Regions from separate parts of the Sus scrofa genome. Here all the other regions are linked to region 4. A link is a contact called in public Hi-C, HiChIP or PLAC-seq and promoter capture Hi-C data. All regions are on one chromosome and are shown on one strand. The core of a region is the stretch at or near the end of the contact, and the rest is flanking DNA. Distances in the headings are between cores, read along the strand shown.

Region 1 (4,441 bases), core at 22-2,521, 230 kb after region 4:
ATAGGCTGGAATGGACTTGAGACATAAAAAAAAAAAAAAAAAAAAAAAAAAGTCTTTGAGCAAATGAATAAATCTCTTTTTAAGACCCTAGGAAGCTAATTCAAATAAATAGGTGATTTCTGCACAAACTATTCACCTTGATTTAGGAAAATAGGATCTTTACTACATTACTTTTCCTTGTTTGAGTTATTGTAGGTAATTGGTATTATTAAAGCTGCATTTTTCTTTTTTCCCCCCTCTTTTTAGGGTGGCACCTGTGGCATATGGAAATTCTCAGGCTAGGGGTCGAATTAGAGCTGCAGCTGCTGGCCTATGCCACAGCCACACCATATCCTTCACCCACTGAGCAAGGTCAGGGATCAAACCGGAGTCCTCACGGACACCATGCTGGGTTCTTAACTCACTGAGCCACAGTGGAAACACCTAAAGCTGCATTTCTTTAAAGAGTTCTTACAGTTCAGCTATTTCATTAATTCAGGGTTGATGAGATTTTAACTCATCTTGCTCGGATTCAAATATACAATTTACGCACATATAGTTTGTGAATAGTTTCTCTAACTCTTATCTGGCCCTGGTTTAGAACAGCTTTTAAGTTTGCCTAAGAGCTTCCCCTGTTGTTCTAATTTAAAGACTTATCAAAATTAAAAGTCTCTTTCCAATCCCCAGCATTGCTCAGAGGGCTCATGGTCCCAGGAGCTGGGAGCCCAGAGCCCTGATGGAGCCAGGAAGTGGCATTTGCCAACAGAAGTCAGCCTTGATCTATGGAGCTATGGAGCATTATCATTATAAATGCTGAATTCTTTCTAACTTTGGTCACTGCTCATCTTACTCTCAGAGAGCATATCCATAACAATTTGAAAAATGCTTTGATGGGCTCTAAACCAGATTTCTTCTTATCATGATGAAAAGAACTTAAAGGAGTTGCTAGCCTAGGCAATGAGCAGTACTCCACTCTGTGTAAAGTGTTTACTGTATTTTAGAGCTGCTGTTTCTAGGTGGTACATCCCTGGCCGTGAAATGAGAAAATAGGGAATAAAACAGATGAAGGTACCTATTCAAAAATGGGTCAAGTTCAAGGATGTGCAAATACCCTGTACTAAGCACCTACACTAGGTCAGCGAAGGAGGCCCACCCCCCCTTGGTGAGGAGAGTGCTGGGCACAGGCGCACACGCGGATCACGTGTCATGCTGCCATGCGAAACACAAAGGCTGGTCCTTGAGTTCTGCCTCTAGACTGGGAAAGGAGTGGGAGGACACACACTGGGAGATGTGGCAGCTGCCCCAGGGAGATCACAGCCCTGTCCCTCCCTCTCTTTCAAGCGATGAGAGCCAGGGCCCCAGAGAGGCTGGGGGAGGGGGAGGGAGACGCCTGCCATCTGGTTCTGTCCTCTCGCTTTGTTTTTCCTGCCTCATTTTCTCTTCCCTGTTATTACCCTTGACTTCAGGATACTGTGTTTGTTACAAAAACCTTATTCCCCTGCACCCCTCCCCAATAACCTTGGAAAAGGGTATTTAAATGGCATGTAAGATGAGAAATTCCACTGGCAAGAGAGAAGACTATTAGACGGGGAAAAAAACCCCTTTGTAATATTTTCTTTTAAGAGAACAGGGTCAGAAGTTCAAAAGCCTTCTGTAAACATTACAGGCCAGGCATGCAAATCACAAAATATAGATTGAGATAGATCAGCTCTTCCTTGAGTGTTTCTCCACAGCTGCAACTGGAAGCCATTCAAGATCCTATCCACATTAACGGAGGAAGAAATCGCAAGTTTGATTTGGGCGAGGACTGGCTCTCCAAGTGCCCTACAACCGATGTGGGGATCCACCCGCCCTATGGGGAAAACCTAAGAAGAACTGTGTACGGGAATGCCTACTATTCTTTAATTCTCACCTTTTAGAAATTACAGATTGATTGAAAGTTCTAACCATCCTTGGCATTTAGGAAATATTGTATAAAATGGGGAGAGGTAGGGAGGGTTATTTCAGATTTCAAAGTTAGTAGACTGACAAGAAGCATTCATCTGAGCATCAGATTAACAGTAAGGAATCATCAATCAGAAGAGATCAAATCCCCCCCCCATCCCTTCAAAACTTCATGCAACACAAATGGCTCAGCCCCTCTAGCAGGGACCTTTCCCACACTGACCCTGACGCTGCCCTTGGGATGGATACCGGCCCAATGCACCGGGGCAGATCCCTAACCTGAGCCTCTGGCTCCTCATCTGTCAAACAATGACTGAGACACGTCTCAGACAGTCGTTGTGAAGAATAAACGAGAACATTTGTAACTTAGCACATGGCTGGCACATAAGGAGCCTTCAATAAAGGGCAACTGTTTACTATTTTTAAAAAATGCCTCTGGCTAGAGAAGGAGGGCTTGGGGGCGGGAGCAGGTAATTCTTTTTGATCTGGGTATGTGTTGCACAGGAATGTTTGGTTTGTGAGTATTCTGCAAATAGTACACACTTTAATGAAATTGCAGTAAAATAAGTACAATGCACGACTTGAACCATTTTCAAGCTGAGTGGCATTATTCTTATTCAAGTATCACCACGTACATTTTTGATCCGTGTACTTGACCACATGTCTTTAAAGTAAAAAGTTAAAAAAAAAAAAAAAAACTACCCACTCTCCTGCTAATGATGACAATAAAGATTTCAAAAATAACCCTGTAACTATGGAAATGGTGCCTTCTGATGTCTGGAAGTCACTGGCCTCTTATGGGAAGGGGGGAGGCCGTTCTTGCCTCTGAAAGGTGGTCCTGAGAATCAGGGGCGTCCCAGAGAAGGGGTGGGTTTTCCCAAGAGGCAGTTGTCAGGGCCTGAGGAAGTTCCCTGTTCCAAGGACCGCTCTTCTTCCTAGGTGAGTGGGCTGCCTCTTGCCTGCCCTCACGCGTGCTCTCAGGGAAACTGAGAAAGCCAGGTTTCCCGCCCTTCAGAAATCCAATTTGCTTAGAGAGCAGAGGGCAGTGTAGCCAGCACCCAGGTGGTGTCCTTCCCCAGCCACTGGGGGGCGCTCAGGAGGAAAACGTGAGGTGTAGGGAGAGGGTCTGTCTTGCAGACAAGGGACACCTCCATTTTCTTCAAGCCTGGGTTTTTCTGGAGGGCCCCCGACCCCGTGCACACATAGTGGTGTGCACAGCTGGTAGGTGTCTTCGCCTAACAGACAGTATTTAAAAACCATAGGGAAATCTGACCCATATTTACTCTCCCTAAAGGAAGCATTATATGCAGGATTTGGAAAGTGAGTGATTCTCAGCCTGGACATTTCCCCACTGCCTGCTGCACTGATGATGCCTGCACTGTGGTCATTCTCAAGCGGGCAAAACTGCTTTTCCTTCTAACTTACAAAGATTTCGGTCACTTGCAAAATTTCATTATGGCAAAATGCCTCCATAGGCTTCACTGACTTGGCAGTTTTGAAAAAGGAACTTGGTGCTAGCCTTCCGTGAAGTTAGGCCAACAGGTGAACTTAGAAGAAAAGCTACAGGCACAGAGAGGGTGCTGTGGCTAGGCAAGCCTGTGGCAATCACCTGAAACTGTAGCTTTATAGAGGGTGATGCAGGTGCTTTCACAACCTTTAAACCAAAACCAAAACCATCCACTCTGCTTCCATGACAGCTTCCAAAAAGCTGCCCGGATGCACAGCACCGTAAAGTATAGCACTAGTTCATCAACTTTTCTTCCCTCAAGTTAACTGCTAAGAATTAATGAATTAAGTGTTCAATTCGTCAGTTCATTAATTCTCAGCAATTTAAGATTAGATTCGGAAATCTGAAATGCTACGATCAAGTGTCCTAGAATTTCAGAGATCTAATTTTAGTGAGTGCTAACACAAGAACTGTTTCCCACTCTGAGAGGCCGTGCATGCTTTCCCGACCCTCTTCAAACTTACGAGCTGTTCAGTATTTGAAATTTTTCTCCTTTGTGAAAACTCAGGTCATCTTCCGTCCGGGCTTCATAATCGTAAAGGGCCACAAACAGCGTCACTCCTGACAAAAGCAAAAGCAAAAGCAAAAGGGGAGAGGTTATTACACCAGGGGAAATTAATTCCAAGAAATTAAATCTTCGCTAAAAGCTCCTTTGCCGAATTTACATCTAATCAGCACTGATAACATGAGGCAGTGTTGTAATGAATGTGTGAAACCAGAGTCCCGGGGCTGGGTTTATGCCTTGGTCTTTGCAGGGGAAGCGTATGTGATCCAACTAAAGCCTGGAGTTGAGGCTTTAGTCTCTGTACACTTGGGTGAGTCCTCGGGAAGAGACAGACGTCAATATCATGGCCACGCCCGAGGAGCAGCAGCCACATGGTAGTTGAGATTTACAGAGCTAGGCAGCAATTAGACACCCTTTATCCCACACACGGTCTCTGTGCAGGGGCCCCCATCAGGTCTGGGTAAGATGGACCACTCTTTCCCTTGGCATGACAGGATGTAGGATGT
Region 2 (4,665 bases), core at 1,518-4,017, 210 kb after region 4:
TTGCCTTGGCACACACCAAACTTCTAAATGAGAGCTAGATCAAACTCAGATTTCCTGACTGCCAACCTCAGCTTCCTTGGTCTCGCCAGGCTGCCTTAGCAACTTAGAGGGAAGTACACCACCAGTAAATAACATGGTAGCTGTGTAGTCTACCTTTAAAGATACGGCCACGAAACCTTCTGGGGGGTATAGGCCTGCCCTAAGACCAACAATTCCTCTCCCAGGAAAACACCCAAAAGAGAGGAGGATGTGCCCACCACTGCAGCTTAATTCATAAAGAACCCCAGTAAGAAGTACCAGTAGAATGGATGCATAGACCTATTTGTACAATGGAACATTACTCAGTAAAGAAAAGGAAAGATCTATTGTTACCTGCGGCAACATGGATGAATTTTGTGAAGTGAACAGAAAGAAGCTAGACACAAAAGAGTGATACTGTATGGTGTTTTATAGGAAGTGATTACAGGAAAAATGAATGCCTGGTGATAGAGGGAATGCAGCGGCTCCCTCTGGGAGTGGTTACTGGCTGGAAGGGGGTGCAGAGCTCTTTTAGGGGCTGGCAGTGTTTGTAGCTTCATCTGTGGATGGTTTCAGGAGCATAAATGTAAAAATTCACTGAGTCATACCCTTCATATTTATTAATTTTACTGTATGTATATTATGGTTCAAAAAAAAAAAAAAAGTATCCACATGGCTCAGCGGAAACAGATCTGACTAGCATCCATGAGGACGTGAGATCAATCCCTGGCCTCGCTCAGTGGGCTAAGGATCTGGCACTGCCTTGAGCTGTGGCATAGGTCACAGACGAGGCTCGGATCCAGCATTGCTGTGACTGTGGTGCAGGCCAGCAACCGCAGCTCTGATTTGACCCCTAGCCTGGGAACTTCCATATGCCATGGGTGGAGGCTTAAAAAAAAAAAGTTAAAAAAAAAAAAAGTATCCACAAAACCAAGTCATTATGATACATAAGCCAGTTCTTGCTGAGCTTGTTAGGTGGAAATCAACATTAGTCATCACTATGTGTATATGTATGACTGGGTCACTCTGTCGTACAGCAGAAATGATCACAGCCTAGTAAATTAACTATACTTCAATGAAACTTAAAAACAAAACAAAAGAAACATTAGCACTGAGTTTCCTAAAAGCACATGAAGAAAGTGTGTCAAGAATTCTCCCCCTGTCTGTGTGAGCTCTGGAGGAACCATGGCTGGAGGGCTGAGAGGCTTGGAAAGCAAGGCCTGGTGACAGCCACCCTGGTGAGTGGCCCAGGGGACAGCGTCGGACGTATGAGGATGATGGGACACCAGATCCTGTGATGCCTGCACTGCCTCTGGGGTGAAGGTGCAGGGTTGGGGAGGGAGGGGGCTGTGACCAGACCTCAGGGGAGGGTGCAGGCAGGGTGGGGTTGGGAGGGAGACGGCTGAGGGGTGGCGACATGGCAGGGAAGGCTGGGAGGCGAGGCCCCCCTGGCAGAGAGGCTAGGGGAGGACACACCTCTCTAGGCATGGACACCAAGCTCAGACTCACTGGCACGACAACCTCAAGCTCCACAAACTCCAAGCCGAACTCACCCTCGTTCTTCCTGACCTTCTTCCCTACTTGTTCCCGCTGCTGGCAACTTCATCCTTGCCATTACTCACATCTGACCGCCCAGGAATTAGCTTTGATCCCTCTCTCCCCTTCCCGAATGGTGTGTGAGCCTCTCCATGTGTCTACAGCACATGCTCTCATCTGTTTATTCCTCAAGAACTTGGTCTGTCCGGGACGTAACGCTCAGAGTCCTTTTTGTTAATTGCTATGCCCTGGGCAACATGCTGAACAACTTACACGTATTGTTTCACTTAATCTTTGCAAAAATTAAAGCACAAAGCAGGTAAGATATATTTCCACTTTATAGATAAGCAAGCTGAGGTGCAGAAAAATTACGTAACATGCCCAAGGCCCTGGAGCTGGCAGGTGGCAGGGCTGGGTTTCAAATCCGGTTCGGTCTGGCTTCATGCTTACTGCCTGCCCCTGGACAGACTTGGGCTTCTTTCTCCCTGAGGCTCCTAGCAAAGCTCTTGCACTTGGAAAGGCACTCAGTTCATGTTGCTTTACTTAGAGATCCTGACTGAACATAGTGGAACAAAGGGTTCACGACTAAAGAAGATCTAGCCGCTGTCACAGGGGGACAGGCAGAGGTAACAGAGAATGAGCGATACCCCTAAACAATTTCTTGCGGCCTCCAGAATGCAGCTGGTGGAGGACCACCCTCCTGGGCTCTGAGCCTGGTCTGTACCTTCTCCCTGATGAAAGGCTGCCGCTTACAGTCCAGTGGGGCCAGGAGCCGGAGGAAGAAAAGACCACAGAATTCCAGTTCTGCTTTTCCTCTGGGATGTGTCAGCTCATCCCAGAGGAAAAGGGAAGAGAAGAAAAAAAGAATTTTAAGAGGAAAGAGTGGCGTATTCTAGTTCTAGCCGGGTGGCGGGGGGTGGGGGTGGGGGGTGGGCGCAGGCAGACAAAGGATATTTCATTGTGTTCTTGGATAGGAGACTCACAACTGTGTTGAGAAACAACTGTCACTCACAGTCCTAAAATACCTGTGATAGGCACACACTTCTGAACACTGCCCACACTTCCACAATCAAGATGTGGCCTGGCTGCGGCCTGTGGGGAACATAAAACCTGATGTGCAAATATTTTCAGGCACATGGAGCAGCTGTCTGGAGGAGATGATGAATCCCCTGCAGAAAATTCGGCACGAAGCACACGTGCCATCTGCAGAGGACACTGGCAGATACACTCCACGCCCTGCCTGCCTCATAAAGTGGCCTAGGAAGGGCAGACACTCGGGAGGAATTGTGTAAACAGCCAGGCTGTCCCAGAGCTGGAAAATGCATTCTTCCAACTCCCTCACACATGCACCTCAGAAGGTGCCCCTTAAAAGCTTTCCCATAAAATAGCAGGGAAAAGGAACTGATGACTAATCGCCTCCATTTTTATCTTCTGTTCTTTTAATCATTGTCTTGATGAAAAGCAGTCAGCATAGCTTAAGAGGGCAGATGCACGGGGCCAGCCACACTTGGATTCAAATCCTGCCTTGGCCATTTTCTTAGCTGTGTGATTTTATACAACTTACTTAACCCCTCTGAACCCGTTTCTATTTTTCCCGCTCTACTCCTTGCATGTGCCTGCTTGGGCCTGGCCCTGGGTAGGTATTCTACGAATACCCCAGCTCCCCCTTTTCCTCCCCTGCAGCATTTCCTTTATTCTCCTTGCAAATCCTAGGTCCCCAGTCTTTGGTTTCATCCCCTAAGTTCAGTTTTCCAGTCCATTTACTTCTCCTTACTTATCTCCTTCCAGTGTTTAGCATGGATCTGAAGATACTTGCAAAAGGGAAGAGAAGAAAAAAAGAATTTTAAGAGGAAAGAGTGGTGTACTCTAGTTGGCAATGAAAGGAAGGAAACATAGTACAAAGGGTGTGAGGTGGATCTCTTGAAAAACATTTGGGCAGGTGACAGTAGAGGAAGCCACCAGAAAGGCAGTCAGGACAGCTCACAGTGAGGAGGCAGGGCTGGGTGGCCAGGGCTGAAGGGTGGCTGCTTGGGCCCTGCTCCATGGCAGCAGCGTGCAGTGAGGGGACAGCAGTGATGGGCTCCTGACATGCCTTCCCCTGCACAGCATTGCCCAGGGCACCTGGCTCTGTAAACTAAACACCAAGCTCTGTCAGCAGCACCCCGGCCAGCATGCTCTGGCTCCTGGCCCTGTGACCTTCTCATTTACGGATGGTTCAAGGCTGTGAACCACAGATCCCATAGATCCAGAGCCTGGGAGAAGGGGAGAGGCTGATCCTGAACCACTCCCTCTGGCACCAGAACCCCACTCACATCCGACAGAACGCCGACACGTCCCTCTCCATTGCCAGCTCCTTCCTAAATCATATATTCATGTCTTGTGCCCTTCACGCACTCTTCTGTCCTTCTGGGTCCGTGAGCTGGGGTCTGACAGGTCTGCCTCAGGGTAAACTCTCTCATCAGGGCCAGGTCTCAGACCTGGGGGCACATCAGGCCCTCTCAACTCATCTTGACTCCAAATCATGCCCACATTCCTCTCCGGATGGCCAGTGCCAATCACAGCTGCCTGCATGCCTTTGATTAGTGATATGGCTGCCATCTGGCCCTGTACTGGCATGCGTGTGTGTGTGTGTGTGTGTGTGTGTGGTGTGTGTGTGTGATGCATGGGCATGCTCACTGTGTGGGCATTTGGCTCCAGGACAAGAACTGCCACGTGCTGGGGAAATTCAAATAGCCGAGCTGTCTGACTGACGTGTAATTTAGCATTTGGACAGTATCTGTGCGAGGCAGGGTCTTAGTTTAGCGTTTTTCCTCATCATTTGAGACTGCTGAGGAGGATAAAAGCAGGAGAGAACTGGCATGAAATGAAAGAGTTAAAAAAGAAGGAAAGAAAGAAGAATTCCAGAAATCACCACTATAGCATCCAGTAGAAAGCACTACCCAGTCTGTCCTGGTGACTGCTTAGCCTTGCTCAGAACGGCTAGGCTTTGGTTAAGGACAACAGTGAAGGAGACCTCCTTCCTTAGATGTGAGCCCTATATTCTCCATGAGAAACCTACATTTGATTGCGAACTGCATACTTAATTCCACACATTTACCCTTTGATCACTTT
Region 3 (4,571 bases), core at 1,235-3,734, 170 kb after region 4:
ATCTTACTCTAAGGACTTCTTGTCATGGTGCAGCAGAAAGGAATCTGACCAAGAACCATGAGGTTGGGGTTCAATCCCTGGTCTCGCTCAGTGGGTTAAGGATCCAGCATTGCTGTGAGCTGTGGTGTAGGTCACAGATGCAGCTTGGATCTGGCATTGCTGTGGCTCTGGCGTAGGCTGGCATCTATAGCTTTGATTGAACCTGTAACCTGGGAACTTCCACATGCCAAAGGTGTGGCCCAAACAAGCAAAAAAAAAAAAAAAAAAAAAAGGAAGAGGAAGAAAAAGAAAGTAACTCCATTACTTGGTGAAAAGTCAAGGTGTGGAACAGTATGTGCAGTGTGGTTTCATTCGTGTAAAGAAAAAGCCCCTGTTGGAGTTCCCACTGTGGCGCAGTGGAAACAAATCCAACTAGGAACCATGAGGTTTCAGGTTTGATCCCTGGCCTCGCTCAGTGGGTCAGGGATCCGACATTGCCGTGAGCTGTGGTGTAGCTTGCAGACACGGCTCGGATCCTGAGTTGATGTGGCTGTGGTGTAGGCCAGCAATTGTAGCTCTGATTCAACCTCTAGCCTGGGAACCTCCATATGCTGCCAGTGCGGCCATAAAAAGAAGAAGAAACAAAAAAGCCCCATCCATGTACCTGTGGTCCAAGAAGATTACAAGGATGCAAACCAAGATGATAAGTGATTACCTGTGGGACCACTTGGTGTCAGGAAGGGGTGAGGGGCACTGCTTTAGGTGAATGTTTATTGTTTTTACACCAAGAGGAGAATGTGCACATATATTACTTTTGCCATCAGAAAGAAGAATGTTGTGTATTAAAAAAAATGTGGATTTTCTGGGTCTCGCCCCAGGATCAGAAGAGTCCCGGAATCTGCATCTCATAGAAAATTTCAGACCCTGCTCTCTCAGTTGCCTGAGTCAGCTGTGAGCTTGCAAATGGGCAGCCAGTCAGGGCAAGAGCTGCTAACGTGACTAGGGAGGGCCAAAGATAGACTGTCGGATTGCCCCTGGGAGTTGGACGTGGAGGACAACTTGACCAGAGGGTTTCTCAGTGTTAAGAAGGCCAAATGGGCACCAAGTTCTAGAGTCATTCCGCTTCTGGAGAAAGTTTCCTCTTGCTAAAATCCCCTCTGCACATCATTTTCTCTCCCACCTGGTCCCATCCCACCTCCGGAGAAGCATAGCTGAACTTCCGAAGAGTAAGGGGAGGTTACTTGAGATAGTTTCTTTTATCAAAAGAGGGCATAAGGACCGAGGCAGGGCATCCTTCACTGCAGCCAGCCCAGGGACCAGACCCTGCACGTGGAGGCACCCTCATTATGAAAAGGACAAGGGGGCAGAATAAAGCCCATGGGAGTTTCAAATTTTTTAATTAATTAATTAATTAATTTTACCAGCTTCATCTATCAAGCCAGGTGTTTGCTCTAAAAACAGTGCCTGGTGGAGTTCCCGTTGTGGCTCAGTGGTTAACGAATCTGACTAGGAACCATGAGGTTGCGGGTTTGATTCCTAGCCTCGCTCAGTGGGTTAAGAATCCAGCATTGCTGTGAGCTGTGGTATAGGTTTCAGATGAGGCTTGGATCCTGAGTTGCTGTGGCTGTGGCTGTGGCGGGCAACTACAGCTCCAATCAGACCCCTAGCCTGGGAACCTCCATATGCCAAGGGTGCGGCCCTAGAAAAGACAAAAAAAAAAAAAAAAAAAAAAAAAAAGAAGAAAAAGAAAAAAACAGTGCCGTGCACTCTGTAAGTCTGTGATCTTCCAAGACTCTCACTAGAGGTCAGGTTCATTAAATCCAACAGGAAGGCATCTCTTTGAAGTTCTGGTCTTCAGGTCAGGCTGAGGCCTCACTTTGCAGCCCCAAAGCAAGTGGGAGAAGAGATGTGAGCCAGCATCTCACCTAGTGGGACAGGAGTCAGGTTATCCTGCTCCCCGAATCCCAGGCCAACCTCACGGCTCCCCCCATGAGACTGACCACAGGTCACTGTCCCCGTTGTGACCTGCTTTCCCAGGGGTCAATTCAGGCCAAGCCCAGCCAACATAGCTTGGTTGGCTTGTCCAAAATTTGAAGGTGAAGGCTCGTGGCTGAGGCTGCCCTGCTGCCCTACTGTGCCCTGGGCACTCCTGTCACCAGCCCCTTTGGTGTCCCTCCTTCCCAGCAGGGTCGCCCTCCTCCCTGAACTCAGGGGCAAGGGCTTGGCTCATCCCATGCCCTAGAACCTCAAGGCCAGCCTCTGGTCCAGAGGGAGGCTGAGCGGCCGAGCTAGGGGTGTGGTGGGGGGAGCATGTCCCAGGCTGAGCCCCAGGCAGAGGAGCAGCCAGCTCCACAGCTGCAGTCAAGATTCTGGTGGGGAAATATACGTTTGCCAAACGCAGCCAGCGTCTCAAGTGCCGCCTGCATGCACAGCTGCTTCCTATTCTCAACACGGGTCTGCAGGATCTTGAATCCGAGTGGACACGTGTCCACATGCAACACGGACACACCCTTTCCTGCTATGCTGGAGGCTGGGTGTGCCTGTAACTCAACTAAGGGCGGGGCTCTGCAGGTCCGCATCAACAATGCAAGTGGCTTCTAAGTCAGGCCTTCCCGATTTACTAGCCAGTTTCAGCAAGAGACACGGGTGCTTTCATGGCAGATAAGCACATCCCCTTGCAGTAAAGAGGCGACAGATTTTCCACCCGGCTGAAAGTTTCAGAAAGTTTTATATTCCAGCACCAAATCCAGTGTTATGGTTCCAATCAGTTCAGGAAATAAAATGTCTACAATTTATTTGGGTCTGCAAGACTCAGAACTCCTGGCCAAAAATGTGCCCTTTGATCTTTATCCCTTTAATCTGAAGCATTCTTGAAACGCGTTGCCATTTTAACGAACAATGCCTTATACTGGCAGAATACTCTGTGGTGAAGAAACTCGGATCGTGTTTTAGGTTTCGCAAGCCTTGGAGTAAGTTCAGTGTCACATCAGAGGGCCTGCCATGTGCCAAGTTTCTACCAGCAGGGAGCACAGAGGCAAGGAGGGGACCCAGAGAGAAGGAGGCCCTGGGGAAACCAGAGCCGGTGCACGGAGCCCTTAGGAGGAGCCACCACTTAGGATGAGGGATCAGAGAGGGCTTCAGGAGGGAGGAGAGGTTTGAGTTGGGCCTCCAAGGATGCACAGACTGTTAAGAAGAGAAGAGAGGCAAAGGAGCATTCCAGGCAAGGGGGAAAGATGGGAGCAGCGGAGAGTATGCTTGAGGAGTTGTGGTCAGTTCAGTAGAGCCAGGATGTATGTGTGGGGGGGGGGCGATGGCAGAGGGGACAGGCAGTACAGCTGGACTGCAGGAGCCTAACCTCCCTGGCACTGGCTCAAGGGACCAAATGGTATCTGCAAGAGTTGGGGATTCTCACAGAAGTGGCGCTCAGGAAGTAGAGTTGGACCAGCAGACACAAGAGCTGGATGGCCACTGTTCCCAGCCACTCTCCCTCTGGTGGGCTATGGTCTCTGGCCACTACTTCTCTCTGCAGACTGTGCCCTCTGCTCTGCCATGGACCATCGCTTCTCCTGATTCAACCTAACCTATGGGCCAAGCATCTGTCCCCAGAACCTCTTGATTCTTGGTCCCAACTCAAGGGAGACAATTCCATGAGCTAGTGGCAAGTCAGTGGGTTGGTTGCCCCTATCAGGCATCTGTCCTCCCCACCCCAAACCCCCAGTATCATCAGCTGTGTTGGTGTGAGGGAGGGTCACACATGGTAAAAACCTGACCTTCAATAGTGGGGTGTGGGGGGAAGTTTAAAGAAAGAGGTGTGGGCTGGGCAGCCCTCCAAACGTGTCTCTTCTACTAGAGGGGGTCATGGGAGCCATCGTGTGTTTTGACTAGAACAACACAACCATGGCTGAGCATCTGGATTTTTCTCCACCATACAAGGACAGACTGAAGATAAAGGGGAGGTGCCCACATGGATCAAATGTCTTCCATGAACCAAGCACTGTGCCAGATGCTGCATGCCTATTCCCTGATTTCATTTTGTCAAAAGCCCATTTTACTTGTGAGGAGACGGAAGCTAAGAGGCTTGGAGATGTGAAGTGTACTTGCTCCAAGTCACACAGTTAGGAATGGAAGAATTGTGATTTGAACCTAAAATGGGCCAGATTTGAAAATGCTTTCCACCACACCAGGCAGGCAATCAGCCAGGACAACCTCTAGATGCTGCTGCAGCTGCCTCACCTACCTGGGTCCACACTGAATCCAGCAGCTCCTGCCTACTTCTAGCTCCTCCTCCCTTGCCTTTCATCTCCGTTAATGCTACCACCATCTACCCAGTCCCCCAGCCCACATCTCTCTAAATCTCAGATTCCTTCTCTATAAAACAGAGCTGATGATCGTATATTCCAAAGCTGGTTGTGAGAACGAAATGAGATAGTCTTCATGGAGGGCTAGGAGCTGAGCTTGGAGCTTGGCACTTGATTGCATGTGGGGACAAGAGGAGCCTGGCCTGGAGTTTTATTTGTCTAATGGAAGAGTTGGCAAACCTTTTCTATGAAAGCCCAGGTAGGAAATATTTTCAGCTCCGTGTGTCCTATAGG
Region 4 (4,813 bases), core at 836-3,335:
TTCTCTGCATCTAAAGTGAAAAAAAAATCAGTATATTACACTGAAATTCCAATTAGAAACTCAGACAGCACCACTATATTTAAAAGCGCAGAAAAATCTATCCCTCAAAACACTTTATTGCCTCTATTCTCCAGCTTCCAAAGTTTCAGGTGTTACACTTTCAACAAATTGTTAACAGCATCCAAATTCCCCATCTTACAAAGTCCACACCATCGAAATCTTTTTCACTGTTTTAAAAAGAAATATCCTACCAAACCTCACCAACAACGTTGACATTTTTAACAAAGAGAATTCACATTAAGAGATAACCGCTTGGAAAGACTGCCTGTGTTTGAGAAAGTGCTATTATCTTGAGAGCCCAGAGAAACTGACTGGAGTAATAAGATGAATGGTGATTAGGGCAAGGAGCATCAAGTGGGAAATGCTAGCTAAAATCCCAGAGGGCAATACCTAGCTAGAGGTAAGAGCATCTCTTTCCAGGAGGCAGCTCCATTATTTCACGTAGGCAGTTCAAAGCATATAGAAAAACAAAACAATTAAAAACCCTGTAAATTTGGCCACTATGCTATTTATAGTATCATAAATGCCCAAGAGCTTTAGAGAACGTGGCTTCTGTCTCCCCGCCCCACTTGTTCTTCAAAATAGTTTTTGTCTTAAACGTATGTGTATTTAAAATGTAATCCTACAACCCAGCAGAGAGGCATTTTCTTTAATGTTTGCGTCGCTGGGTTTAGCTGTGGTTCCTAAGATATTCACGCTATTAAGTGGGATGTTTTATGTTAGGCAACATAAACACGCATTTCCTACTTCCGTGGATACACGTTTCCCTGAAAGCCATGCACCTGGGGAGGCAGCCCTATTCCGACTCTGAGGCTTTCAACTCTAAGGAGTTATGACTGCACTCACAGCAGAACCACATGGTCACTTCAATGAGAAAGATCCGCTGGCCCCAGGCGCCCCCCTTCAGCCCTCGGCATCTCCAGAAAGGGCAGAGGAGAGCGCTGCTGAGAAAAGGCGACGAGGAAGGACTGACGACAGAGGTGACACTTCCCCACACGACCTAAGGCCATTGCCAGCAAGGGGCACTTGGGAGACGCAGAGGGTGCCCCACCAGCGACCGATCTCAGAGCGCAGCCCTGCGCACCCACTCGAGGAGGACGCGGCGCGGCCACCCGGCTAGTCCTCCGGGGCGAGAGCGGCGCCCGCCTGCCCGCGACCCCGTATGCGGACTCGGCAAGCGACCGCCGCACGCAGTGTAAACAGTCGGCGCCCGCCGCCTCCCCGCCACAGGCTGGATGGGGGGAGGGCCGTCGCGCTCGCGCGGACCCACATTTTTGCGCCTCTGTCACGCGCGTGAGGAAAAGCGACGAGGGTGAAGGGGAGGGAAGTCGCGGCAGCCGTCCGCCGAAAGGGCCGGTGGCGTGCGCGCGAGTGCGCGGCGGGGAGGGCTGCCCCGGCGCCCGCCGCTCACGCCCGCGCCCCGCGCCCGCTTACCTGCCGGGGTCGCTCCGAAGATTCGCACCACCGGCACCTTCTTGACAGGGGCCTGGGTGAGGGGGCATTGGCAGATATCCAGCCCCTGCAGCGGGCTGGCCATGTAGTAGTCGGCAGTCACGATCCTCACTGAGAACATGTTCGCCGCCGCCGCCGCCGCCACCGCCTTCTCTTCACTAGCGACCTGGCAGCGGCGGCTCCTTCCGCAGCGGCGGCCCCACAGCAACGGTGGCGGCGGCGCCCCCTCCCCTCCGCGGCTCGGCCCCCTCCTCTCACACTCCGACAACGCGAGCAGCGGCGGCGGGCGGGGCTGTGTGGCAAGGCGGCCGCCTCCTCAGGAGCACCCGGCGAGGGGCGACAGGAGAGAAGCCCTCACGCTTTCGTCGGTGCTGCTGCTGGTGCTGCCACCACTGCCGCCGCCGCCGGGAATCACACGGGCTCCTCGGTCCCAGGCTGCAGCTCTTGTTGCCATGATGATGATGTCACGGACGCAACCACTGGGGGAGGGGAGAAGGGGGTTGAGTGTGTGGCGAAGGGAGGGCTGTGAGTAGTTGGGGGAGGGGACGCGGCGGGAAAGGGAGGGAGCTGGGCGGGCGCCCGACCGGGACACCCAGGCGGGGGTCGAGAAGGTGGTTTCTCCCCCGCCCTCGGGCAAGCGGCGAGGGAGGAGGCTGCCGTCAAGCTGGGTTCGCGACCGGCTGGGGGGATCGATGACTCGGCCGGTGGGCACGGCCACCTGGGTGAGGGGCCGCGGAGGAGGGGGGGGGGCGGAGCGCCGATGTCATGGATGGGCTCCGAGGGCCTGGCGGGAGGGGGGCGCCAGTGTTCAGGGCCGTTTTGGTGGCGAGGAGGGATTGGCCTGAGCCGCAGTGCTCGCGCTCGCCTCGCCGACCGCCATTTCACATCCTGCAGAGAAGGCGGGGGCAGCCGCGGAAACAGCTTTTTACAAGGTAAGAGAACCCGCCCGCGGGGGGGGCGGGGAGACAAGGCGCAGATCTCGTGCCGCCGCGGCCTCGCGGGAGGGTGAGCGGCTGACACCAACAGCCCTTCTCAGGTAGCGCGGCAGACCCGCGCGTGGCCCGGGGGCGGTGCGAGGGGCGGGCGCCTGAGCGCGGGCTGCGGCCTATAAAAGGGCCGCCCCGGCGCTCCCTCCCGGACGTACGGCGCGAGCCGCCGCGCCCCCTCCTTCGTGGTGCTGCAGTGTCTGCGCCCAGCAGCTTAATGAGATTTATTCACGTTCGGCTATGTTCGGCTTTGCCAGGGGTTGGCAGATCCAGTGCACAGGGATTTCCCACCACGGTGTTTTTCTCCCGCCCCTTTCCTTTCTTCTCGCCTTAGTATCCCCCGCCTAGTTTCCTCCCCGGGGCCGGTAGGCTGCGTCCTGGGCGCGCGCCTGAACATGTACGGACTTGTCATTTCCCGGTGACCTCCCTCCTCCTCTCCCTCTCCTCTCTTCCCCGGCGGAATGTAGGATTAAGAACCTTTCAGCGAAATCTTCGGCCAGGGAAAAAGCCCCTGAAAGTCACTGCGTCAGATGTGGGCTCACAATGTTATTCATTAACAGTTGGTGTGAGGTTTTACTACCCTAAGGCATAAAAGCAAAAGGGAGCGGGCGGGGAAGAACCGTTAGACAAAACAACTTTATCCAGAAAGGAGGGGGGCTAGGGGTGCAGTTGTGAAATCCAGAAAAAAAGGGTAGGAGCAGATGGGGCTGGGTTGGCCATTTTATTGGAACCGTTGGCGTTTTGTCTGACTTGATCCCTAATATTGGGTGTGACCTTGGACAAATAAATTGGTTTCTTGGGGCCTCAGTTTCTTCATCTGTGAAACGAGAGTTCCTCTTAAAAATCCACAAATCTTCCCAACAAAAAGATTTAAGCAGTAGGAGACAGAACCGTGGTTTCAAGTTTGAAATATACCACTTAATTACGACCTTTGACAGTTATATTCAGTTTACCCAAATTAGAGATTCTTTCACGCATGTTATTATATAGGTGTATTTTAATGATTACTAGGTTGCCTTGTATTTGAACTGGTGTGAGAGATCCTTATTTGGAACCATCGTGGGTCTTAAAAGGCTCAAAGACACAGATCACTGGTAAGCTGTCTATAAATTCCATAACGTATAATGCTAATAAGAATTTATGCTTCAAGGGATTTGAGACTGATTACCACAGAGAATTAGCCTGCAGTTTTCAACCTGAGAGCATGATTGTAAACATAGGTGGCAAGATTTCCACTAATATACAGGAAATTACCTAATAATATCTTAAGAGGCAAAATCTTTTAAGTTGATTTAAGTTTTAGAAGCCTATGCAAGTGACTTAAAAATAGGACTACCATGCTAAATGCATTTTTCGGTAAATATTTTGTACAAGCTGGATGTCAGATGCACAATACTGGTGATTCTCACAGTATTCTATGCCACTAGTGTGTTGGTTAAAATTTGATATTTTGGCCTTTACTAAATCACATTTTGGGGGATTGGGGCTTGGAACTTGGTACTGTTAGCAACCCCACCCACCACTCTCATGATTCTTAATATAAAATTGAGATTCTCTGTACTATATTATAATCAAGGGCATCCATAATATGTATATTATTCCTAGCTAGAAAAAGGTAAAAGTAGGAGTTCCTGTTATGGCTCAGCCGGTTAAGGACTCGATATTGTCTCAGAGAATATTGGTTTGATTCCTGGCCTGGCTTAGTTGGTTAAGGATCTGGAGTTGCCCCCAAGCTGCCTCAGCTGCAACTCCAATTCAACCCCTAGCCCTGGAATTTACATGTGCAGCAGGTCTGGCTGTAAAAAGAATAGAAGGGGAAAACCAAAAAAGTATCAAATTCACAATTAGCTATTTCTAGAAAAGAGTTTCTTTCTTCCTACCTCCTGAATCAACATAATTTAAGAAAAGGCCGTGGCAACTACCACTCAAATTCTTCTAGAACTCTCAAGAAAAAATGTTCATTCTTGAAGAAAAACATTTGCAGCATGAAATCAGGATAATGTGTCCATTGCATGTAATCAAATTTCAGTTAATGCTCAAGTTGAAAACCTGACAATACTTCTCTAATTAGTCACTATCAAATGTGTTTGATAAATATATTCTCCTGAGGTAAGAAAGAGCTCTGGAATTTTGAGACAGAGAATGAAAACTTAAACTGTTATTTACTAGGTAAATGAGTTGGGACAGATAACTGAATTTGGAGGGGTTGTTTCCTCATAATGGATAGTAATTCCTGTTTTAACTTCTCAGGGATATTATAAGGCTCAAGTGAGATAATGTATGTGAAAGTATCAAAATGTTGACATCCAGAAGTT
Region 5 (4,420 bases), core at 595-3,094, 190 kb after region 4:
TGAGAGGTTCGGTGAGTGAGTCTGGGTCCCCCGCCTCTGTGCCCTCCCTGACTTTACCGGGGGTTCTCTTCAGTTGGATGTTTGGTCAGCTCTGTGGCTAACTGCCTTACACCCTCCTCCAACTACTGAAAACTCAAATGACAACCAGATGGGGCAGCGATCCAGAAGCAAGGGGAGAAGGGAGGGCTGCCAGGAGAGCATCCCACAGCGCTCTGGACAAATAGGGGCAGGGATGAGCATTTCCTTATCTGCAATTCCCCAATCCAACAACCTCTGCAAACCAAAAGTTCTGGGAACTCATCTCATTTGGCCATAAAATTTGACCGGGTATGAGGCTGTTGACTGTTTTTATTTCTTCATACGTATCGTTGCAGAAGTAAGAATGTGTTTGAACAGAGTGCAGTCCCAGACTCTCCTAGGGTGTTATATAAATTATGGTCTATTTTTTTTTTTTCATTTCCTTAAAGAAATGGACATCCTTAAAAAAAAATTCTGTATGGGCTTCCTTAAAAGAAAAAATTCTGACTCTGAAGCACATTCAGTCCCAAGGGCTGTGGCTGGGCAGCCGTGGCACAAGGGACAGCAGCCACCACATTCCAGCGGCCCGGAAAGGTTAGGAAGAGAGCATAAGCATGTCTCAGGACTGGCACTGTCCAAAGCATTTGCGTTGTATTTCAGCACAGCCCTTGGTTTCATAATATCTCAGAACCACACAGCCCAAACCTGCAGAAATCCCCTTATCCCCCGCCCTGCGAGGATCGAAGGGAAGATCTGACCCTCAGGTCTGACAGGTACTTATAACCTGCACCCCCCACCCCATGCCTTTTAATGCTCTCTTCTGGCCCAGGGACCGTCCAAAACGACACCCCGGAGTTTCCTGAGTCATTCTCCTCTTGCTCTGTGGTGCTTCTGTCAATAACTGTTTCGTGTTATGACAAAACGAACTGCTCAACTGGAAAGATTTCACGTATTATTTTAAAACTCTTGATTCAGTCTCCACCAGTGGAAAGTTTAATTGGCTGCTTGGGTCAAGCCCATCTTTCCAGAGCTCTGCCTGAGCCTTGGCTGCAGCTGGTGCAGTAACTTGACCATCAACATGTAGCGTCTCCCGAGGCAGCCTGCTCCCGGGGCAGTTGTGACCAGGGGCGGAGCTGGACTCAGTCCTGCTGGGGGGTGGGGGGCTGTCAGCTCCCTGGATGCATCTGCTCTCCACCTCCTTTCTGCCTGCACCCTCTTCCTGCTCCTCCTCTCACCCCTCCAGGCAGGGGTGTGCCTGGGAACGCGCTTCCTTTTTTTTCCTCTCCTTCAGTGGAGAGAATGCCAGGAGAGAAACAGAAAAGACAGAAACTTTAAAATATGGTGTAGGGACAGGTTTCAGGGAAACTCTGCCAACGATGGTTCCTAGTGGCAGTGGCAACAGAGACCGTTTTGCAACAGGAGGATGGCCTCTATCCGCCAGTGGCATCTGACCGTGGGAAGAGTCATGGTCACAAAGCTTCCCAGGGCACGTTGCCTGGTTCCCAACCTCCCCATCAGAGAAAAGGCGCAGGGCTTGGCGGCCAGAGAGGAGACTCGCTAGCTGTTTTCAGGCCAGCCCTGTCCTCCTCTGTCCCCACTGCCGTGGCTGCTGACCCTCTTGCTCTCTCGCTGGGGTGGGTCAGGAAAACGGGGCCTTTCCATGGGTCACTCTCCTAGGACACAGTCCAGTGGTATCAGTTCACAGAAAACCTGCGTCATCTGCTGTGCTGGGGTTCGATCTCAAATTCCTCTTCCCGGGATCTTCCTGTCACCCTGCAGTCAGGCTTTCCCACGTGGTTGCTGGCAGCACCATTTCTAGCCGGTCTGCCCCAAACCCTGCAGCTGAGATTCTCCTGCCAAGTGGACCGTATTCACTTCCTGCCATTATGACCCGATTATCCTTTCCAAATCATTTTGCTGGCTTCCTCTTGGTTTCTGAATTGAGGTCAGGTTTCCACTCTCACTTTCCAACCCTTCCTAGGTATGGTTGCCAGCAACGCCTACTTTCACATGTGTGTCTTCTTCCCCTTCTTTCTTTTTTTCCCTCCCTCTTTTTTTTTTTTTTTTTTTTTTTTTGCACTTTCCTATTCCTCTTCTTGAGCTACATATGAACTCAGGGGAACCTCCTTGATTTTCTTGCAGACTCTCCAAGGGAGAAAACAATTCATTTGCATTGGCCCCTTCATCACTTCTGAGTCTGTGCCTCTCAGTAGGTGCCTTGACTTCCGCTGGCCTCGGTGTCTTCTTTTGCCAACAAAACACCTCAACATCCACCGTGTTTTCTGCTGTCAGAAAAGAAGTCTTCTATGAACGGAAGGTGTTGGGCTTCATGGCTCTCGGTTTGTGCAGCTCCTTAATATGGATCTCTGAGGGGCCACCTCTGCACCATTAGGGATTTTTGCTGGTACCCGTTCAGGTCTGCATCTGGATTGGAATGAGGGGTTGCGAGAACCTGGATTTGCGTGCCAGGTGAATAATTAAGCATTTTGACAATGGGAGGGATGTTCATGTTCTCAGATATCCAGCTTTTGCAAAGCGAGCTTTCCGCTGAAAGGAAATTATACCCTATTGTGCATGAGGCTTTCCGTCAGAGGCTCCCCCTGGCTTCTCTGCATAAACCCTACAAAAAGCCCTCATGTTTACTTGTGTGCTGAGCGGTGCTGTGCGAGTGCTGAGTGCTGAGGGAGGAAGGAAGGGGAGCAAGTTAATGGTGCTTGCTCAGCATGAGCATGCTATCAGATCCTCATGTGCTCCCGTTATCTGACTGGGCAACAACTGGGACGCTTCAAGTTAGGCTGCGGTTATGAGATCAAAGTCCAGATTTTGGGCAGATAGATGCTGCTCAAAGAGAATTGCTGAAAACGAAGGCATGACTTTGAGAAGGCACAAAAATGACTAGTTTTGTTTCTCTTTCCTCATCTTAAGCAGATCGCCTCAGGACAGCTGTTTTTATTAAGCCCACGGTATTGATAAATACAGAAATGATGGCCACTCAGGTACCATAACACACGTACGTGGCTTATTTAAAGCTGACAGTACCAGTTCTTGAAGAGCTCCTTTGTCCCAGAAAAGGGGAAAGGGAAAGGGAGGGAGGGTGCCCCCTAGGAAGGCCATGGAAGCGCCCAGCCCAGCTGAGAGGGAAGAGCTGCAGAAGGCAGGACTCCCTGGCTGCCCTCCCTCCTCCTTCACCAGCACACTGGCCAAGAGAAACCTTGTAAGGGGAGGTGACAACGTGACTCCAGGGCATTACAGGCAGGATTCCTTCTGGAGAGAACACTGTGAGGAGAAGCCTGGGGACTGTGGATGGGGCAGAGGACAAAGCACCCTTGGCTGAGGTTACAGGGTTTTCCTGTGTCCCATTCTCCAGGCTGCAAAGTCCTAACCTCTTCCCACCCCCAAAAAACTCTGCTTTTGTGGGCATGCTGGGCACAGCGGGGGGAGAGAGGCGTGCAGGCGACAGTGACGGGCTGCTGAACACAGAGTCTACAGTTCAGGCTCCGTCTGAAGCATCTGGGTGGGGCAGAGGGAGGACAAAGGTGGAGGCTTCTAATTCTTTAAGGGAAGTGCTACAGATTCCCTAATTTATCTTCCTCCTCAAATCATTATCAAGTGACAAAATGCATTCATGAAAGTCAGGCAGCTGTCTCTGGTGAGATGATTTGAAAGCACTTCAAATGCATGAATAAATGTGATATGCTTAAGAGAATGTTCCTGCTTTGCCAGATCCTGCCAAATTCCCAAAGCAGGTGTTCAGCTGAGAGCCAGGGCACAGAACGGCCGGGATGTTCTGCCTAGAACAGCGCTGGGACATGGTGTTTGAACGGACCATGGGGTCAATTTCCCAGAACAGCTTTGAGGACAGAGGGTATTTTGTGGCCGGGAAAATACATGCTATATTTATGTGTGGAGATGATGAAATAGAGTCAAAAGGCTTTGCAGGCTACGGGCAAGGTCTTATTTCAGAAGCCTCATATAGGTAGAATTGTCCCCCCTCCCCGCCTCTGCTTAGACTTAAGAGTGTACTGTGGGGCACACACTGTGCTGGGCACAGGAAACATATACAAGCCCCCTTCTTCTCAGAGTTCAGAGCTACTGAGAAACAGAGACACACAAGAGCTTCAAGAGAGATGTACCCAGTGCACGGAAGCAAGCAGAAGGGCACCCCAAGAAGAGACGTGGAGAAGGCTACGCAAGGAGAGGAGGTTTGCATTGGGCTCTGAAGGATTCCAAGGTGGACAGTGGAGCAGAGCAGACAGACCTGCATGTCTGAAGGGCTCTTTTGGTGTGAAGGGTCAGGAAGTGATAACAGAGAAAGCATGTCGAGACATACCACCTGCTCAAGGCCCTCACTGACCCCTAACTCACAACAAGCACATGCAAAAGTCCTGTTCATGACCTAGGA
Region 6 (4,333 bases), core at 1,175-3,674, 160 kb after region 4:
CACAGCCACAACTCCACTGCCCCTAACAGATTTTAGCTGAAAGTTGAGGGACGATAGAGGGAAGATGCAGCCCAGAGCAAACCAAGTAAGCAATTTAAAATCAGCTATGAGGCGGGAGTTCCCGTTGTGGCTCAGTGGGTTATGAACCCGACTAGTATCCATGAGGATATGGTTTTGATCCCTGGCCTCGCTCAGTGGGTTGAAGAGCCAGCGTTGCCGTGAGTTGTGGTGTAGGTCTCAGATGCGGCTCGGATCCCACGTGGCTGTGGCTGTGGTGTAGGCAGGTAGCTGTGACTCTGATTCAGCCCCTAGCCTGGGAGCTTCCATATGTTGCAGGCATAGCCCTAAACAGCAAAAAAAAAAAAAAAAAAAAAAAGTAAAATAAAATAAAATCAACTATAAGGCATTCTAATTTCACTGGTGAAAATCTCATTGGTCCCCTTAGGGCCCCCAGACTATGGTGGTACAGACCTTGGCCACCTTCTCTCCATAAACATCTCTCTCTCCTTTCAGGGCCCTAGATTCCTATCTTGGCACCATCCAGGGAAGACAATATTCTTGCTACTTTATCAGGCCAATACCACCTAGTTTCTTTTCTTGGTGGTAACGTTCTCATTCCTGAGCACTGAAAGGGAGCTCACCTTTCACAGCCAAACATGTCCTAGCAAGGTCGTTCCATAAGCAGCCATCCACGACTAAGATCAATACCATTCCCTAAGTGGCAAAAGAGACCATCATTTATCTTTGGTAATGATTTTTTTTTCTTTCGGTTACATGAGAAATTTGAAGAATTACAATAAAATAGGAAACTGTTTGCTGATGCCTCAAAAAGTTAAATATAGAATTTCTATGTAATCCAGCAATTCTGCTTCTGGATATAAAACCAGAAGAACAGATATCTGTTCACCCATGTTCAGCGCAGCACTATTCATAGTCGTAAAAAGGGGGAAAGAGCCCAAATGCCCTGGTGGGTGAATGGATACACAAAATGCAGTGAATCCATAAAATGGAATATTATTCAGCCTTAAACAGGAATGAGGTACTGATACACGTTACCACACAGATGCACCTGGAAACATTACCCTAAGTGAAGAAAGCCAGACACAAAAGAACAAATATTACATGACTGCTCTTCTATGAGATGCCTAGAGAGGTCAGGTTCATAGAAGAGAAAATAGAATAGAGGTTTACCAGGGACTGGGGGAGGGGAGAATGAGGTACTATTGTTAAGTGGGTGCAGTGTTTTTCTGTTTGGGATGATGAAAAAATTCTGGTAAATTTTATGTTAGGTGTATTTTACTACAATTAAAAACAAAAAACAACAACAAAAAAAACCCAAACAAATGCGGAGTCTCGGCTCCTTCATCTTCCACAGCCTCAGGCCAAGCCTTTCTCATACAAGGCCCTGAGGAGTGCCAAAGGGGATAGGTGAGGGCTGAGGGCAGGGAGAGCTGGTTACTGCAGCACAGAGACAGGAGGGGCTGTTTTGCAGATTCTGCTTCTCTTCAGGACTCAGCATCAACGCTTGGCTCACAGGTAAGCCTTCCTTCTAAAGATCCCAAATGTTTTGCTGTTTTCTGTTTTCACCTGTCTTTTGATTGGGTTGAAGCCAGCTCCCTCCCTGGGATTAATATTCACAACAAGCAGCAAGCGATTAATTGAACTGGTTGAAATTTATTGTGCACTCATCTTTACTCCAAGCCAGCTTCTGCTGGGTGTTTATTTTTCATCACTGATGCATTGCACACGCACACGACAGCCCCTAAGCATCTGAATTTAAAGCACATTGTGTGCAGAATTCCTGCTGCCCCTCTTCCTCTGGCCCACCCCCCTGAAATCCACAGAGCCCTGAGTTCCACCCCCATCGTGGAGAAGGGAATTCTTGACTGCTGGCCTCTGGGAACATTTGGGAGCCTTGAGACAGATTAAGATTTGGATTTCATGCCTGGCGCAGGGAGCTGGTGACTCATTTCATTTCAGGGGGCTTCGAGTCAATGCATTCTAACTCTAACGTACAAGCATATCCTACACTACCACCAGCTGTCGCAAGAAACAAGCAGTCTGAGCCTGCGCTCTCGGCTGCTCCATCCTCGCTCAGGGTTGCTCATGGGCCACCGGGCATTGGGGAGCTTCTCCACCCCAAGCCCTCTTCTCCTGCCTCACCCCACCTTCTCCTGCCTCACCCACCCCACCCCTGCAAAGTGACTGTCTGGAGCAGGCTCTTCTGTGGGTGCCTAACAAGGCAGAACAAAGGCCCGCGTGCTCAGGGACTTCCATGTGGAGTGTACAACAATTTCAGAGCACAAATGGAAAAAGAAAAAAAAAAATAAGAAGAAAAGAAAAAAGAAGGGTTGAAAGCTCTAGCTGGCTTTTATCAAACCAGGACTTGTAGCTCTCAGCTGACAATCAGCCAGCAGCTAAAACCCCCAAGGGACAGTTCTTCCTCGCAGCTTGTGTCTGGCTATTAGCTACCAGCAGCCTTCTGACCCTTTTTTCAGGAAAGTAACAGCTGGCAGCTGACAAAGGCGCTGGCAGAGTGGGCAACTTTTGCTGCTCTGGAAACAGATAGAAGATTGGCAGGAAATAAGGCATTTAAAATATGAGGATGATCAAGATTTTTCACTTGCTTTTCTTTATTATGCTTTTGGATTCTGGCTCTGATTACTAAAATGTATTATGTGCTAAGGAGCTTTGATGGCTTTTTTCTTTACTTTCTTTTTTTTTTTTGCAAAGCAGATACATACCCCAGCTCTTTCCCTATGGCTGATGCCAACCCAGATAAAGGTGCCTTTCACGAGTGTTGTCTCCTTAGCTGTCTTTAAAACAACTGTCAATAAACCAAGATGATCAGCTAATGGCCAGGAGCATAAAGGAGCTTAAACGTGGGGCACACGATGGATTAAATCCCTGCTTTAGCGTCTCTGAGCCTGTCAGGCAGGGCCTTCTTGGGTGTTTGTCGCCGTTGAGGAGAAGTGAAATTGGGATAACATGAGGTATAGCTGGATTCACTAGCAGTGGGTTGGATCAATTTAGCTTCATTTCTCGCTTCCATGTACCACCCAGCCCTCCATTTTTCTGTCCGACAGGGTAGAGGGGGAGGATATACAGCAGGAGGCCCCAACTGAGGATGAGTGATTATGAGAGGGGACAGCCACCCTTGGAAGAGTGTAATTACACAGAGTGGGGATTTGACACTTTAGCCACTTCAGCTCTGGTTCCTTTGCCTGTGTCCCCCTTCACAGGGCATGGCACTTCGGGGTTGTGGCCCAGACACTCTTTGCTATTGCTGTTTTTATCCTGGTAATAATATTACCATCTGCTATCATAACAGTTGACTTAATGTGGAAAATTTTAATTGAGACGTAGAGGCTCAATGTACTGCTTGTCCAAAGAGCACCAGATGGGTGAGGACAAAAAGTCTGGGTTCTGAAGGCAAGTGGCCAAGAGAGAAATATCTAGAAGGTCAAAAGAACTAGACTGATGGAAGAAGTATGTTTCCATTACAGGCTTAAATGATACACATATACATGCATTTTTGACTTGGTAAGCAGAGAATTTTCAGAACACTGAATTCTATTTCTTATGGTCTTGCCTAAGAAAAAACTGAATCAACATTGAGAGGAAGCTTATTTTTCAAGATGGCAGGCTGCACAAATGAGTTTCTATCTGCTCCCTTCCACAGGACCATCAGAATGCTAACGAGGGAATATGAAAAAGGTATAAATCACAACATAAAGAGAACTGAGGAGGAGGAATCAATGGATGGTGGGAGAAGGTAAGGCAGAGGATAGTTGGTTTTCTAAATAGGTCTTCTGTACCATTTGTTTTTTAAATTGTGTAGATATATTACTTTATTATTATCATTATTTTTTGTCTTTTTCTCTTTTCAGGACCACACCTACGGCATATGGAGGTTCCCAGGCTAGGAGTCCAATCGGAGCTATAGCTGCTAGCCTACACCACAGCCACAGCAATGCCAGATCCGAGCCGTGTCTGCGACCTACACCACAGCCCAAGGCAATGCCGGATCCTTAACCCACTGAGCGAGGCCAGGGATCGAACCCGCAACCTCATGGTTCCTAGTTGGATTCGTTTCCGCTGTGCCACTACGGGAACTCCTAGATACATTACTTTAAAAAAAATTTTTCTTTTTTTATGTTGGAAGGGAGCTTGTTGTTGCCTTGTTCCGACTCCTGCCTTTAATCAAGACCACACTCACACCATCCTAAAGACAGGAGCTGCCATCCTATTTTTAACAACCCCCAGAGAAAGACAATGCCAGCCTCTCTATAACTGAGCCATGTCTTTGTCTGACAATCCTCATGGTTTTGAT

Evidence for each region. Promoter capture Hi-C pulls out the DNA fragments that hold promoters and counts their contacts. A called contact is a pair of places that touch in the nucleus more often than the background predicts. HiChIP or PLAC-seq counts read pairs in DNA pulled down with a chosen protein or histone mark.
Region 1: a promoter capture Hi-C map of fetal skeletal muscle shows a contact between it and region 4, with 4 times the contacts expected there. The contact joins the enhancer-like site here to the promoter of REV3L in region 4. A contact is called at or near these places in 3 of 5 promoter capture datasets (fetal skeletal muscle and liver), 5 of 47 Hi-C or Micro-C datasets (embryonic fibroblasts, fetal skeletal muscle, heart right ventricle and 2 more) and 2 of 2 datasets of contacts at active chromatin or transcription factors (alveolar macrophages and skeletal muscle).
Region 2: an H3K27ac HiChIP or PLAC-seq map of skeletal muscle shows a contact between it and region 4. The contact joins the enhancer-like site here to the promoter of REV3L in region 4. A contact is called at or near these places in 2 of 5 promoter capture datasets (both in liver), 13 of 47 Hi-C or Micro-C datasets (alveolar macrophages, embryonic fibroblasts, fetal heart ventricle and 8 more) and 2 of 2 datasets of contacts at active chromatin or transcription factors (alveolar macrophages and skeletal muscle).
Region 3: a contact with region 4 is called in an H3K27ac HiChIP or PLAC-seq map of skeletal muscle. The contact joins the enhancer-like site here to the promoter of REV3L in region 4. A contact is called at or near these places in 2 of 5 promoter capture datasets (fetal skeletal muscle and liver), 4 of 47 Hi-C or Micro-C datasets (liver, skeletal muscle and subcutaneous adipose tissue) and 2 of 2 datasets of contacts at active chromatin or transcription factors (alveolar macrophages and skeletal muscle).
Region 5: a Hi-C map of skeletal muscle shows a contact between it and region 4, with 6 times the contacts expected there. The contact joins the enhancer-like site here to the promoter of REV3L in region 4. A contact is called at or near these places in 3 of 5 promoter capture datasets (fetal skeletal muscle, liver and skeletal muscle), 13 of 47 Hi-C or Micro-C datasets (embryonic fibroblasts, epiblast stem cells, fetal skeletal muscle and 7 more) and 2 of 2 datasets of contacts at active chromatin or transcription factors (alveolar macrophages and skeletal muscle).
Region 6: a contact with region 4 is called in an H3K27ac HiChIP or PLAC-seq map of skeletal muscle. The contact joins the enhancer-like site here to the promoter of REV3L in region 4. A contact is called at or near these places in 7 of 47 Hi-C or Micro-C datasets (alveolar macrophages, embryonic fibroblasts, epiblast stem cells and 4 more) and 2 of 2 datasets of contacts at active chromatin or transcription factors (alveolar macrophages and skeletal muscle).

Annotation. Positions count from the first base shown.
Region 1 is chr1:77,634,265-77,638,705 of Sscrofa11.1, forward strand. It overlaps FYN (FYN proto-oncogene, Src family tyrosine kinase), which reads right to left. Exons shown (of 11, transcript NM_001080206.2): 2 at 3,895-3,991. Among named protein-coding and RNA genes, the nearest start is that of FYN, 5.9 kb to the right of the region's middle. Within about 2 kb of position 1,272, at least 22 of the 83 cell types and tissues checked have an H3K27ac peak or open chromatin away from gene starts, as enhancers often do. A contact at or near this core is called in fetal skeletal muscle and omental adipose tissue, where this site is marked.
Region 2 is chr1:77,611,239-77,615,903 of Sscrofa11.1, forward strand. The region is part of intron 9 of FYN (FYN proto-oncogene, Src family tyrosine kinase); the gene reads right to left. Among named protein-coding and RNA genes, the nearest start is that of FYN, 29 kb to the right of the region's middle. Within about 2 kb of position 2,768, at least 8 of the 83 cell types and tissues checked have an H3K27ac peak or open chromatin away from gene starts, as enhancers often do. A contact at or near this core is called in fetal skeletal muscle, omental adipose tissue and skeletal muscle, where this site is marked.
Region 3 is chr1:77,570,662-77,575,232 of Sscrofa11.1, forward strand. No RefSeq gene overlaps it. Among named protein-coding and RNA genes, the nearest start is that of TRAF3IP2, 32 kb to the left of the region's middle. Within about 2 kb of position 2,485, at least 13 of the 83 cell types and tissues checked have an H3K27ac peak or open chromatin away from gene starts, as enhancers often do. A contact at or near this core is called in alveolar macrophages and skeletal muscle, where this site is marked.
Region 4 is chr1:77,398,466-77,403,278 of Sscrofa11.1, forward strand. It overlaps REV3L (DNA polymerase zeta catalytic subunit), which reads right to left and starts at 2,086. Exons shown (of 33, transcript XM_021091241.1): 1 at 1,495-2,086. It overlaps LOC102167874, which reads left to right and starts at 1,632. Exons shown (of 5, transcript XM_021084615.1): 1 at 1,632-1,931; 2 at 2,072-2,234; 3 at 2,407-2,444. The coding sequence starts at 1,632. LOC110260596 (a long non-coding RNA gene) reads left to right here and starts at 2,453. Exons shown (of 2, transcript XR_002343829.1): 1 at 2,453-2,548; 2 at 3,510-4,813.
Region 5 is chr1:77,587,882-77,592,301 of Sscrofa11.1, forward strand. The region is part of intron 10 of FYN (FYN proto-oncogene, Src family tyrosine kinase); the gene reads right to left. Among named protein-coding and RNA genes, the nearest start is that of TRAF3IP2, 49 kb to the left of the region's middle. Within about 2 kb of position 1,845, at least 26 of the 83 cell types and tissues checked have an H3K27ac peak or open chromatin away from gene starts, as enhancers often do. A contact at or near this core is called in fetal skeletal muscle, liver, omental adipose tissue and 2 more, where this site is marked.
Region 6 is chr1:77,553,472-77,557,804 of Sscrofa11.1, forward strand. No RefSeq gene overlaps it. Among named protein-coding and RNA genes, the nearest start is that of TRAF3IP2, 14 kb to the left of the region's middle. Within about 2 kb of position 2,425, at least 4 of the 83 cell types and tissues checked have an H3K27ac peak or open chromatin away from gene starts, as enhancers often do. A contact at or near this core is called in skeletal muscle, where this site is marked.